Linked DNA regions of Pan troglodytes: region 2 is linked to region 1. A link is a contact called in public HiChIP or PLAC-seq data. All regions are on one chromosome and are shown on one strand. Each heading gives the region's core, a stretch centred on a gene start, on an enhancer-like site or on the middle of the called end of the contact. The rest is flanking DNA. Distances are from core to core; before and after follow the strand shown.

Evidence for each region. HiChIP or PLAC-seq counts read pairs in DNA pulled down with a chosen protein or histone mark.
Region 2: an H3K4me3 HiChIP or PLAC-seq map of stem cell-derived excitatory neurons shows a contact between it and region 1, with 6 times the contacts expected there. The contact joins the promoter of DYNC1H1 here to the promoter of PPP2R5C in region 1. A contact is called at or near these places in 1 of 7 Hi-C or Micro-C datasets (induced pluripotent stem cells) and 1 of 1 datasets of contacts at active chromatin or transcription factors (stem cell-derived excitatory neurons).

What each region holds. Positions count from the first base shown.
Region 1 is chr15:99,773,781-99,779,860 of NHGRI_mPanTro3-v2.0_pri, reverse strand. It overlaps PPP2R5C (protein phosphatase 2 regulatory subunit B'gamma), which reads right to left and starts at 2,956. Exons shown (of 14, transcript NM_001280086.1): 1 at 2,844-2,956; 2 at 568-633. The coding sequence starts at 2,885.
Region 2 is chr15:99,976,335-99,982,462 of NHGRI_mPanTro3-v2.0_pri, reverse strand. It overlaps DYNC1H1 (dynein cytoplasmic 1 heavy chain 1), which reads right to left and starts at 3,580. Exons shown (of 78, transcript XM_016926971.4): 1 at 3,083-3,580. The coding sequence starts at 3,338.

The DNA.
Region 1 (6,080 bases), core at 1,707-4,206:
GTGGTAGCGGGTGCCTGTAATCCCAGCTACTCAGGAGGCTGAGGCAGGAGAATTGCTTGAACTCAGGAGGCAGAGGTTGCAGTGAGCCAAGATCGCGCCACTGCACTGCCGGCCTGGGCGACAGAGTGAGACTGTATTAAAAAAAAAAAAAATTGCTGGGTGTGGTGGCATGTTCCTGTGGTCCCAGCTACTTGGGAGGCTGAGGTAAGAGGATCACTTGAGCCTGGGCGGCAAGGGGTAGCAGTGAGCAGAGATTGCGCCACTGCACTCCAGCCTGCGTGACAAAGTGAGACCCCGTCTCAAAAAAATAAAAAACAAAAAACCCCCCAAAAACCCACAAACAAACTCCACAGGCAAGCACAATTTTCATAAAATCATTAATAGTTTTCCAAAGCAAAACAGTAAATACCTAAACAACTAAAATTGAGGATTATGAAAGACACCACAAAAAAAAAACCTCACATAGAGAAACATTTTAGAAGATTCTAGGCTTTATCACTCTCGGTTTTTCTACCTTAAGTTAAAAGCTGTGTATAAAATACAAAGTCAATATTTGATGACAGTTACCTCTGATTCTACTGTGTCTTGTCCTTCTTTTGAACTTTTTCCACTCTTCCCTGCTTTTGGTGATTCCTGGTAAACATCAAGCAAAGTCAATTAGTCTTCTCACTTTTTAGACAGGTAAACATCAGATAAGCCAAATGCAGTTTTAAAAGTGATTTATACAACTACAGCTTCTGATATTTTTAATTCATACCATTAGGAAATTCTGTATCATACCGTTTAGGATTCCAACAGTGCAATGCCCCCCACCCCCCATTCAGATTCTTTTCGTTTTATCTGCATTTGAGGTTGAAAACTTCAAGCAGAAAACAGATAAATCCAATTTTATACAGTGCTTCTGGCATTTTGAGATCCACATCACATCCCTTTCTACCCTCCCACCCTAAACCCTATGAGTGAGGATTTCTGGGGTGATAATGAAACGCTACAGAGCTCCACCTGAAGCAGAAACATACCCGCCCCCCCCGAATGCAAACGCAGCACCCTTGCTCGCAGCCCTCACCGCCGCCGCCACCCAGGATAATAATAGTGTTTGAGAGCCCCAGAGCGTCCCTCCGGGGCGGCAGATAATTCCTTACCAGCTCTCAGCGCGGTCCCTTCTCGCTCCCTTTCCCCCGTCCAGGGGTCCCTCCCCAGGCGTCTACAGCCCCCATCCCTGAAGCTCCTTTCCGGGAGTCTGCGAGGCTGCGAACCCCCTCGGCGGCCGCACCTGCCGGCCCAAGCCCACGCCGCACTGTCGGAAACGGGCGCCCCTCCGACCCCCTCCCCGGGCCGCGCCCTCCCTCCACGCCCAGCCCCGGCCCATCACGAAGGTCCCAGCGGCCCGGGCCTGCGCCCCGCGGCTCCGGCGCGATCCCCGGGCTCCCCGCCCCCACCGGGCATGAGGCCGAGAGAAGCCCGGGGATGCCTGGCTCGGCCGCCCTCGGGGACGCGAAGCCCGCGGCGTCAGGCGGGGAACTGAGCCGGGGCCCGGGCGCAGGACCCCGGTGCCGTCGCGCCCTCCCCCGGCAGTCCCTCCCCGCTCCCTCCGTCCCGCGGCCGGGCCCGGACTCACTTTCTCCTTCTTGTTTTTATTCGGCATGGCTGGAGCGGGCCGCCGCCGCCGCCGCCGCCCCTGCCGCCGCCTGCCCCCGCAGCAGCAGCGCCCCCGCCCCGGCCGTCGCGCCCCCGCGGCCGCCGCCGCCGCCGCCGCCGCCCGGGGACTGAGTCTTTCGCTTGCTCTCGCTTCCCCTTTTCCAGGCTCCCAGAGGCTGCGGCAGCCGCGGCGGCGGCGGCGGCGGCGGCGGCGGCAGCGGCGGCGTCTCTCCGCCCCTCCCCCGGCCGGCCCGCCCCGCCCCTCTCCTCCCCACCCCCGGCCGGCCGCCCCGCCCCTCCCCGCCCGCCGCTCGCCCCGCCCCTGCGCCCGGCCCCGCCCCGCTGCCCTCAACAGCGCCCTGCCATTGGTCGACGCGCCCCCACGTGCCCTAACGCTCCCTGCTCCCCCCACCCTCTCCGCGCGACCCGTTCACGCCCCCGCCCTCCGTCGCGAGTCGCTGCGAGCCGGCCTCAGGCAGGCCGCGGCCTCCTGGCGCGGGGCTGACCGCTGAGCAGAGCTGAGCCGACTCAGGGGAGGGAGCACGTGGCTGCGACTGCGGTGACAGGGCCGTGGCCCGCTGTGGAGGCGCAAGACAGAGCGTGAGACGTAGGAAATGCACATTTGAAATGTATGGCAACAACTTCTGCAGCCGGCGAAACGCGAACCGTGGCCTCTTGGCCTTGCCCCCTCACCGCCGCGGCTCTCGTTGCAGTCAAGAGTGCCTGGCACGCTTTGCACTGAGGCGCACGGGGAGGCCCGGGAACCGAGCGAGCGGCAGTTTCGCGGGACACCGCTGGGCCCCGCCTCCCCTCCCCTCCCTCCACTCCCCTCCCCTCCCTCCACTCCCCTCCCCTCCCTCCACTCCCCTCCCCTCCCTCCACTCCCCTCCCCTCCCTCCACTCCCCTCCCCTCCCTCCACTCCCCTCCCCTCCCTCCACTCCCCTCCCCTCCCTCCACTCCCCTCCCTCCACTCCCCTCCCCTCCCTCCACTCCCCTCCCCTCCGTCCCCTCCCCTCGACCACCCCGTCCCCTCCCTTCGACCAGCCCGTCCCCTGCCCTCCCCTTCTCTCGACCAGCCCGTCCCCTGCCCTCCCCTCCCCTCGACCAGCCCGTCCCCTCCCCTCCTCTTCCCTCGGCCAGCCCCTTCCCTCGGCCAGCCCCTCCCCACCACCAACCCCTCCCCTCGACCAGCCCCTCCCCTCACCAGCTCAGCTTTCCGCAGCTCCTCCCGCGAGGTCCCGCCCATCCGACAGCGCCGCCCCTCCCTGGTTGGTCCCGCCCTCCGCAGTTTCTCCCGCGAGGTCCCGCCTACCCGACAGTCCCGTCCTTTCCTGGTTGGTCCCGCCCTCCGCAGCTTTTGCCGCGAGGTCCCGCCCACCCGACAGCCCCGCCCCTCCCCAGCCGGCCCCGCCCTCCGCAGCTCCTTCCGCGAGGTCACGCCCACATGTGCAGCCCCTCTCCTCCGGCGTCGGCCCCGCCCACCGAGGCGAGGCCTCAAAGACTTGGTGGCCGCTGCGCCAATAGGATTTTATTTTTATTCTTTAATTAGGCTTGATCATAAATGGTGAGGAAACCTCTGCATGACTGGGAGTCACCTGATTTCTCTCAGCTTGTTAATAGCTGTGAGGAGAGGGTGTCCAAGGGAAAAACGTTAACTTTTCAATACAATGCTTCCGCGGTCCACCTCGTGCCCAAAACTATTGAAGACGCTAAGGACAGGCGTCCCAGATTGCAGAAATGCATTAGGTAGTAAGACTCTAGGAGCGTACGGATTTCACGTGCGAGAGGCATTGGTGCTTCACCTGTGATGATGAAGGAGCTGCATCTTAACTGGCAGCTTAAAAATCATCGCGTTCTCTTAGCCCCCGGAGTTTTGTTCTTGGAAGTTTCCAGGCAAAGCATTTTCCATTATTCTCAGCAGTTCTGCAATGAGAAAGCTGAAAGACGGGGTAAGAAAAAAAAGATCTAAAGGGAGGAATGTTGTGGGAGGTCAGGAAAGTAAGTTCTGTCTGCGGGTGTCTGAATGTCTGCGGGCTCTTAGACGAATATCTGTAGGTAAGCAGGACAGTCTCAAACAACTATTTGTGCGGAATAAGTGGCTTTTTTATTAATAATTTAAGTGGGTTAATGGTGTCTCCAAAACAATTTTGAGGATAGAGCGATGCCCCTAGTTAACTTAATAACATTTTAAAAATAAAATATGTGCTGTCAATTTAATAAGTCCAGGATATATCCATATCAGAAAGGAGTAGCTCTGAAACTATTGGTTTATGGCCATGAACTCTTAGGGAGGCTTAGAGGCATCTCTGAGACAATCCTTTGCCACCAAAATCCTTGTATCGTATCTCCTGATCCGGTGTTGCATACAATTCATTCATTCGACCCACATTTGTTGGATAACTACTATGTGCAAAGCATGATGCCAGAAATTTCATGGTGAACAAGGCACTACCCTTGTCCTCAAGCAGTTCGCATGCTTGCATGGAAATAGAAAAAAACAGCAATCAGAAGGACATGACATGTGACAAGTCTACAGGACTGGGGTGAGGGGGGTCAGGCTTGGAAGCATGACAGAGCACTGCACAGGACGTTTTGTTATGGCCGGAGATGAGACTGAAGGAACAGCGACGCTGAATTAAGACTGGTAGACCTTGCCAAGATATTGTACTTCTTTTTGAATGCATTTCAGGGTCACTGACAGATACTGAAGTGGGGAGTGATGTACTCACATTTGCATTTTAGAAGACATCGGTGGCAGGAGTGTGGAGGAGGTGACGGTGGAAGTAAAAGCAGGAGGCAGAAAGAGCAATCAGCATCCAGCTATGGTTCAGGTGCGTGCCAGGGAGGCATCTCCACAGCAACGGGGGGAAGGATCGCCGACGCGACAGAGAGCCAGAATCGAGGATAAAAAGCGAATGGTCATGCTTGTAGTTTGGGCAACACAGTGAATGATGAGGAAGGGATGCAAGTGGAGGGCAGGTTTGCAAGGGAACAAGATTCCAGTTTGGGACACGTTGCTGTGTCCGCAAAATGTAGGTAGAGGTGTCCAAGATGGCAACTGGAAATATAGCATAGAGGACTAGTTGCATGTCAGGTTAGAGGTTTCTCAGGTCAGTTTAGAGTTTTAGGGAAAGCATAGGGACAGGGTACCAGCAAAGCTGCCTGATTAACATCCAGTGACCTTGAAACCATAGCAACCAGAGAAATCTGACTCAACACCATTACCTGTACAACTGCATGTGTACGTCACTGGCCATTGGACTGGCTTCATTTGCCCACATTAGGGAGGACCATCTTTAATGACAGTTAGTTACCGACTACCCGTAGAACACACTGGGTTTCTTGCAGTGTCTTGGGTGCTGTGGTATTTACAGGAACGCTAAAGATAGATATAGCTCCTGTTCCCAAAAGAAGGGATTCAGGACAAGCTATTGAGATAGGATATAAAGCCATTATGTGGGTGTGTGTGTGTGTGTGTGGCTGAGGGTTACCTCTTCCAGGATGGCCCCACATTCCATGTTCATGAAGGCACTGCTTGCATCACACAAAACTCCTTTTCTTCCAACCCCTGCTCTTCTGGGACACTTTTTTGAGATGGTCCCTGACATGGTTAGGATATTTATCCCCACCCACATCCATGTTGAAATGTAATCACCGATGTGGGAGGTGGGCCTGCTGGGAAGTGTTTGAATCACGGAGGCAGATGCCTCATGAATGGCTTGGGCCATCCCCTTGGTGATAAGTGAGCTCTCGCTTGGAGTTCACATGAAATTTAGTTGTTTAAAAGTATGTGGCACCTCCCCCCACCTTGAGCCTGCTTTCACCATGTGAAGTGCCTGCTCCCCCTTCGCCTTCCACCATGAACGAAAACTCCCTGAGGCTTCACCAGAAGCTGAGCAGATGCTAGCACCAGGCTTCCTGTACAGCCTGCAGAACCATGAGCCAATTAAACTTCTTTTCTTTATAAATTACCCAATCTCAGGTATTTGTATATAGTGATGCAAGAATGGACTAATACAGTCTCTAAAAACCCAAACATACTTTTTCCATGTCTGTCTTCTCTGTATGTTGGATTGCTTTATTTGTGCCCCTGAGGTCTCTGGAGGATCAGAGAGGTTCCCAGAGGACTGAGGTCTTTGACCTCACTGCAGCCACCAGCCGCAGCCCTACACTGTTCACTGCTTCACTCTGGATACCATCAGTGGCACATATGAGCAGGGCAGACAGAAGATGGCCCTTGACTGAGAATCAGCCCCGCACCCTTCCCTGCGTCTGCCCTCAGAAGCCCTTCCTGTGTCTTCTCTGTGAAGATGCCTGCAGCACAGTAGGCCCTGCCTGCTCCTCTGAGGCTGGTGTAGAGCTGCCCTGCCTGCCAGGCTGCAGCTTTGGTCACCCTGCCCAGAAAGCCTTCTCCCTTGGCTCTCACAGACCCCGGCTTGTG
Region 2 (6,128 bases), core at 2,331-4,830, 200 kb before region 1:
TTTTGTCACCATGCTGTAAGCATACTATGAGGAAGACAGTTTCCTACAGGCCAGGAACTATACAAAGGTTTCTCTTTTTAAAATGAGGAGCTATAACTTAATCCCTTTTTCCCACAAACTCTCCAATTCCTCAGTATCAAGATAAGTTGTTAAATTCACAACATTTATTCTATACTTTGAGTAATGCTGTACTTGATTTATTTTAGAGATAGGGTCTCACTCTGTACCCAGGCTGGAGCAAAGTGGTGTGATCCTAGTTCACCACAGCGTCAAACTCCTGGGCTCAAGCAATCTTCTCAAGTAGCTGGAACTACTGGCATACACCACCATGCCTGGCTTATTTTTTAATTTTCTGTAGAGATAGGGTCTTGCTATGTTGCCCAGGCTGGTCTTGAACTCCTGGCCTCAAGTGATCCTCCTGCCTTGGTCTCCCAAAGTGCTGGGATTACAGGTGTGAGCCACCGCACCCAGCTCAATGCTGCACTTTAACAACAAAAGTTTATGGCTAGCTGGGGTAGCTAAAACAAACAAACAAATAAAAAATATATATAGTTTCACATAAAAATGTTTCTATATTCAATTACAAGTGTTTGGATACTTCCACAAAAAAAGTGGAAGGAATAAAATAAATAAAAGTAATTTCTACTGTTCATTAAATTACATGACTTCATTGTTGGTGATCTTTATTCAGTTTAAATAATTCAGCTCTGTTGTCTACATTAATGCATGCCTACCTTTTCACTGTAATTAACTACTGGATGCACATATTTGATTAAATGTACAAATGCCAAAGCTAACTCATAAAAGCCACCAAGAAGAAAGCCCTCCTACCAAAAGTCCTGGGTCTCTACTTATATCTAAGGTGTCCTAGTGTAGCCAGGCTGCTAATAAGACAAACAGACCATCTATCATAAAACTGGATTAATTTTAAAATCTTTCCTTAGGTTTTTGTAAGTGAAAAATAAATTATAGACAGGTTGAATTGGTAGAAATACTTCAAGGATTGTTATAAATACAGAAATGAGGTAGGATTTCAATTTTAGATAGTCTCATTCCTTAGTCAACTTTCAAAAGTGCAAGTCATTATGGAGCCAAGATTTGGATACCTGCATATTTGTTTTGCTGAAAGAAAAAAAGGTACTCATAAGACAACAGAGAGAATTTGCAGTAGATATTGTACTACATAAACATAGTCCCCCCACCCCAATAATTTTAGCAACGTCCAATTTTAAGATGCCTGGAAAAAGCGAATTACTGGTGATCACTCTAGAAGCAAAGTATAAAACTTAAATTTTTTTTCATAAAAAGAGTGACACAAGGTAAAAAAAATAAAATCACTGATTCTAATACATAAACTATGCAATAAAAATATCAAGGATTAGCAATGGTCAAGCTACTCAAAATACAATTAACTTTAAAAATGCAGATTAAAATGTATTTTAATAAAATGATGAATATGCATTGAAAAATGACCACAAAGACATAAACCAAAAATGCTGACAGTGATTATATCTGGGTCAAACAATTCCCGGTGATTTTTACTTTAGCTGTATAGTACATTTTCTACAATGACTATATGTTTTTTGGGAAAAAAAAAGAGTAGATAAGTTTTTTTTTTTTTAACTTTTGTGGCTTCCACTTAGGAATACATAATCCCAAACATCACAGTAAACAACCCTCAAAAACATTAATACTCTAAATATGCTCAAATGGTTTATTTGCCTTGAACATTCCAAGTGGATATAAGAAAAAAATATTCTTTTACACCCTGCTAATCTCTGGCAGGAAACCAAGGCTACAGGGAAGCATCTTCTGAGTAAGAATAGCCTTTGAAAGAAACAAACTATCAGAAACACAGTGTGTGTTAAGGATGGGGCAGACAGTACAGGGTCTCTCACTGAGAGAACCATACAGTTTTTTGAAATTTTAAGAAGCTTGTTGGCAAATATTTTTAGACAATCTCCAATCCCTAGAGGCTAACCTTGGACGTCATCCTTAGGTTCTTAGATGGACATGCCACGCCCAAAGTGGTTGTAATGGGCTACAAAGTGGTTGTAATGAATCCATGAGAAAGCCTGCCTGCAGGCAAGCCCCAGACTTAGATGAATGTAACCTTGCTGGTGGGCGATCATTATTTGAGGAGACAGCTGGAACACGCTAACTCTAGCCTCTTCCCCCTACTAGGTGCCTAACCTGAATCTTTTTTTTTTTTTAATCTGTAAAATTAGACTCAAATATTACAGGGTTATCATTAACATCATCGAAGCATTAAACAAATACGAGGTATGATCAGCGAAAACAAGCAGTGGACGGGGAGCTGAGACACTGAGTCTAGTCTCAGGACTAGGATTAGCTGGTGACCTTGGGTGAAATCACTTAACCTGAGCCTCAGTTTCCTCAGGTGTAAAATCAGGATACACCCGTTCAGCAAGGATGCTGTGAGAGCATCCACCTACAACAGTGATGCTCGCAGGCCCGGGGTTGGCACAGTCGCTCTGTGGGCCTCGGCCTCTGGGTCCCCACAAGGCAGGGCTGGGACACCCGCCCGACCTCCTCCCGAACCAGAACCCCGGCTGCCCCCAGCTCCGCGGGTCTGTCCCCGACACATCCCTCCCGAAGGCCACTTGGCTTGGACGCAAATCGAAACCGAAAAGCTCATGTGACACTGGAGGCAGGGATGCGGCCTCGCCCGCGCTCAGCCCAGGGAGACGCTGTCTCCACCCAACTCGGCCATCTTGAGAGGCCCGAGCAGACAAAGCGACCCCATTGTTTTGGGTGACGGCAGACGGGGACCCCTTTCCCCTCCCCGCGACCAAGAGCCGGGCGCCCTGGGGGCTCCGGGCCGGGCAGTGGGTGTGGCGAGGGCGAGCCCCGGGCGCCGCGCCGGCCTCTGCGGGGCGTCTGCGGCCCTGGGGACCCAGCCGGCGGGACGTCTGCGGCCGCCGGGCTCTGCCCATCCCGGGGTCATCTGAAGCTGCCGGGCTCCTCCCATCCCGGGGACATCTGCGGCCCCGGAGGACCTGGCAGGCCCTGCATTCCGCGAGGCCTGGCTCTGGCGACCCTGCCCTCCGCGGCCCCGCACCTTTGAGCGTGGAGCGCTCCACCAGCACCGTGTGGACCTGCGGGTCCGAAAGGAACTTGCGCATCTGCTCCAGGGCGCTCTTCTCCTCCAGCGCCGCCTCCAGCGCGGCCGGCGCCTCGCCGCCGTCCTCCAGCAGCAGCGGCACCAGCTTGCGCAGGTGCTTCTGCAGCACCGACACGTCCGCCACATTCTGCACGGCCGACACTTCCAGGCCGGCCGAGCCGTCCTCGCCGCCGCCGCCCCCGGGCTCCGACATGGTGCCGCGCTCTGGACCTTCCAGGAGCGATGAGAAGGCGGCCGCGACTCAGCGAGACAGCCAGCAAGAGACAGAAACGGCCGCCGGAAGCCGGACCGTCCGCTAGCCCACCGCAGACTGAGGAGACCGGGAGCCGGCCCCGCCCTAAAGGCAGCCACTGCCAGCTGGCCCCGCCCCGCCCCGCCGGCCGCAGCCGCCGCAGCCACCCGCGCTCGCTCGCGGCCTTAGCGTCACGGCGTCGCGCGTGCGCGGGGGGCGGGCCCGGCGATGTCGCCGCGCGCCCTTCTGGGACTTGTAGTCTCGGCGCTGGTCGGGGCCCGCAGCCTCCGCACTGCGAGTCCTAGGACATGGGGACTTGGCTCAACGTCCTGGCTCGGCGCGCTCGGCGAGGTTGGTCAGGGGCCGCGTCTGTCTTCTTCACTGCTGTGGACGCAGCGAATAGCACACAGCCAGAGAAACTTTATAGTGAATGAGTGATGTTATTGGCGAGAGCTAACGTTTAGTGAGCGCTTAGCCTGTGCCCGGCGTTGTTCTAAGCCCTTAACCTCTCATTAAATGTTCTCTCATTGAATGAATGAATGACTACATATCAGGTACCAAAATATAGGCACGACAGATGTGTTATTAGATATAGACGGGGAGATTGAGGATACTTTTCAGAGGGGGAGGAGATGAGGGGCGTGCTCAGAGAGTCCCATTGCCAGGCTGGAAACGGACAGCTGGGGAGGGGGCCTTCGGGGCAGTGTAAGGTTAAGCCAGGAATGACACCTTCACTGTACGTAAAGCCAAGCTGTGATGGGATCTGGTTCCTAATGACAAAAATCATTGTCCCCGAGGACGCTGTGAGGACCAAGAGGGAGACCTACTGAGAACAGCTACCTCCAGCAATGACTCTCCTCCAGCCCCCTAGAGCTGGCACTGTCATTCTGTGGGCCTCAGTATCTGGGTCCGTACAAGGCAGGGGCTGGGTTGCCTGCCCACCAAGTTTCCCCCTAGTTCGGACCCACCACGACCTCCTCCCCTACACCATGACTACATAAGAGCCAGAATCCAGGCTGCCCAGCTGGGTGCGGTGGCTCACGCCTGTAATCCTAGCATTTTGAGAGGCTGAGATGGGAGGATTGCTTGAGGCCAGAAGTTCCAAGACCAGCCTGGTCAACCTAGCGAGACCCTATCTCTATGTGTATTTAAAAATTAAAAATTTTGTAAAATAATAAAAATAATAGAATCCAGGCTGCCCATCTTTGTAGTTTAGAGATGGTAGGTTCTTCTAAGGGGTAGTAATTGGCCTTTGAAAGTTCACATTCATAACTTCTTTCTTAAGTTGGGTGGAGAGAGGGAAGCCAATGGCGTTTTTTTTTGTTTGTTTTTTTTTTGTTTTTTTTAAACATCAAAGTGCACTGTCAGAGTGCCGAGTCCTGATTGGTGGAATGATGATGGTATGATTTGATTCTCCCAAATCATCTTTGAAAAACTGTGAAACATACAATAAGCTTATTCCTTGCCTAATTACCGGTTGCTGGGTCCCAGGGGGTTGCTGGAACACGGAGACTAATGATTCTTGTCTTTAAGGAGCATGTGGAAGAGGGGACAGATGAATAACCCATCTTCCTGCTCTCCATCAGTCCGCCCTGGTGTGATGTGCCTAAGCAGTTCTGAATAATCTTCCTGGAAAAAATAAATAGGCAACTGCGATGAGTTTGTGCAAGGATCCTAATGGTAATGAATAATAATAACACACCACTGACAGCGAACGCTGAGTGCTCACTGCGTGCTAGGCACTATGCAGAGGGTTTCCCCTCACATGTACTTTAGGGGTAGAAAGAGGGACAAAGAGGAAACTCTATTAGGTGCAGATCAGTGAACTCTGAATAGGCCATCCACCATCTGAGACTCAGAAACCTGCAGGGACCTGGCCAATGGGCAGGCTGCATGCTGGCTGCACCATGAGTCAGCACCAGACTGGGAGACGCAGCCACTCAGGGATCCAAGGGACTCAAACATCGGCAACCTGGCCCCAGGCCAAGAGAACAAACTGCAGGCTCCGGATTTGCGGCCCTGTAGGATAGGCTCAAAATGAAACATGTTTGTTATTTCTAAGTGGATGGGAACTGAAGGAACCTGAACAATCAGTGTACAAGGATTCATAAATGGACCAAACATGCTTGCTTTTTGTTCTTGGAAGATGTTTGTTGTATTTAATATATAATGAGAAGAGCAGTCAACGCTGACTGGGTGCTGAGCACTTTAAGTGCATTACCTGGGTGGCTGGCTGGGCTGTGCCAGGGCTGAAGGGTGTGGGGAGCTTCTTTCAAGGTGCCCCTTCTGCCTCCTGGCACAGGACTCTGGCTTCAGCACACCCCAAGCTGACCCTGGTGGGGGTAGGGCCCCTCACCCAAACCTGGCCTCTCCCGTCTCTTGTTCCGCTGCCTCAGCTTTCTCCTGTCTGTGGTAGAGTCTGCTTGGACAGACTCGGGGCAGGGCAAGCTGGAGAGATAATTCGTTCTAGGTTGATGTGGGATGATAGTGGCTGGTAGGGCACTTGTATCCTATTGGAAATCCGTGATGAGATCCCGTTCATTCCCACCCTTCTCTTAACAATGTCTCCTCAAGTCCAAGTCTCAAGTCGGGTGCCCAGTTTCATACCATCCTTCCTCTCCCTCTCACAACCCTCGGGCAGGACCAACCCCCTCAGAGGAACCCCTGCTGCCCCAGCCCTTTCAGGCTCTGTGCCCAGGATCTCCCCTCCACTCCCTGGAAATTCCACATTGGGCCAGGTGTGGTGGTGCA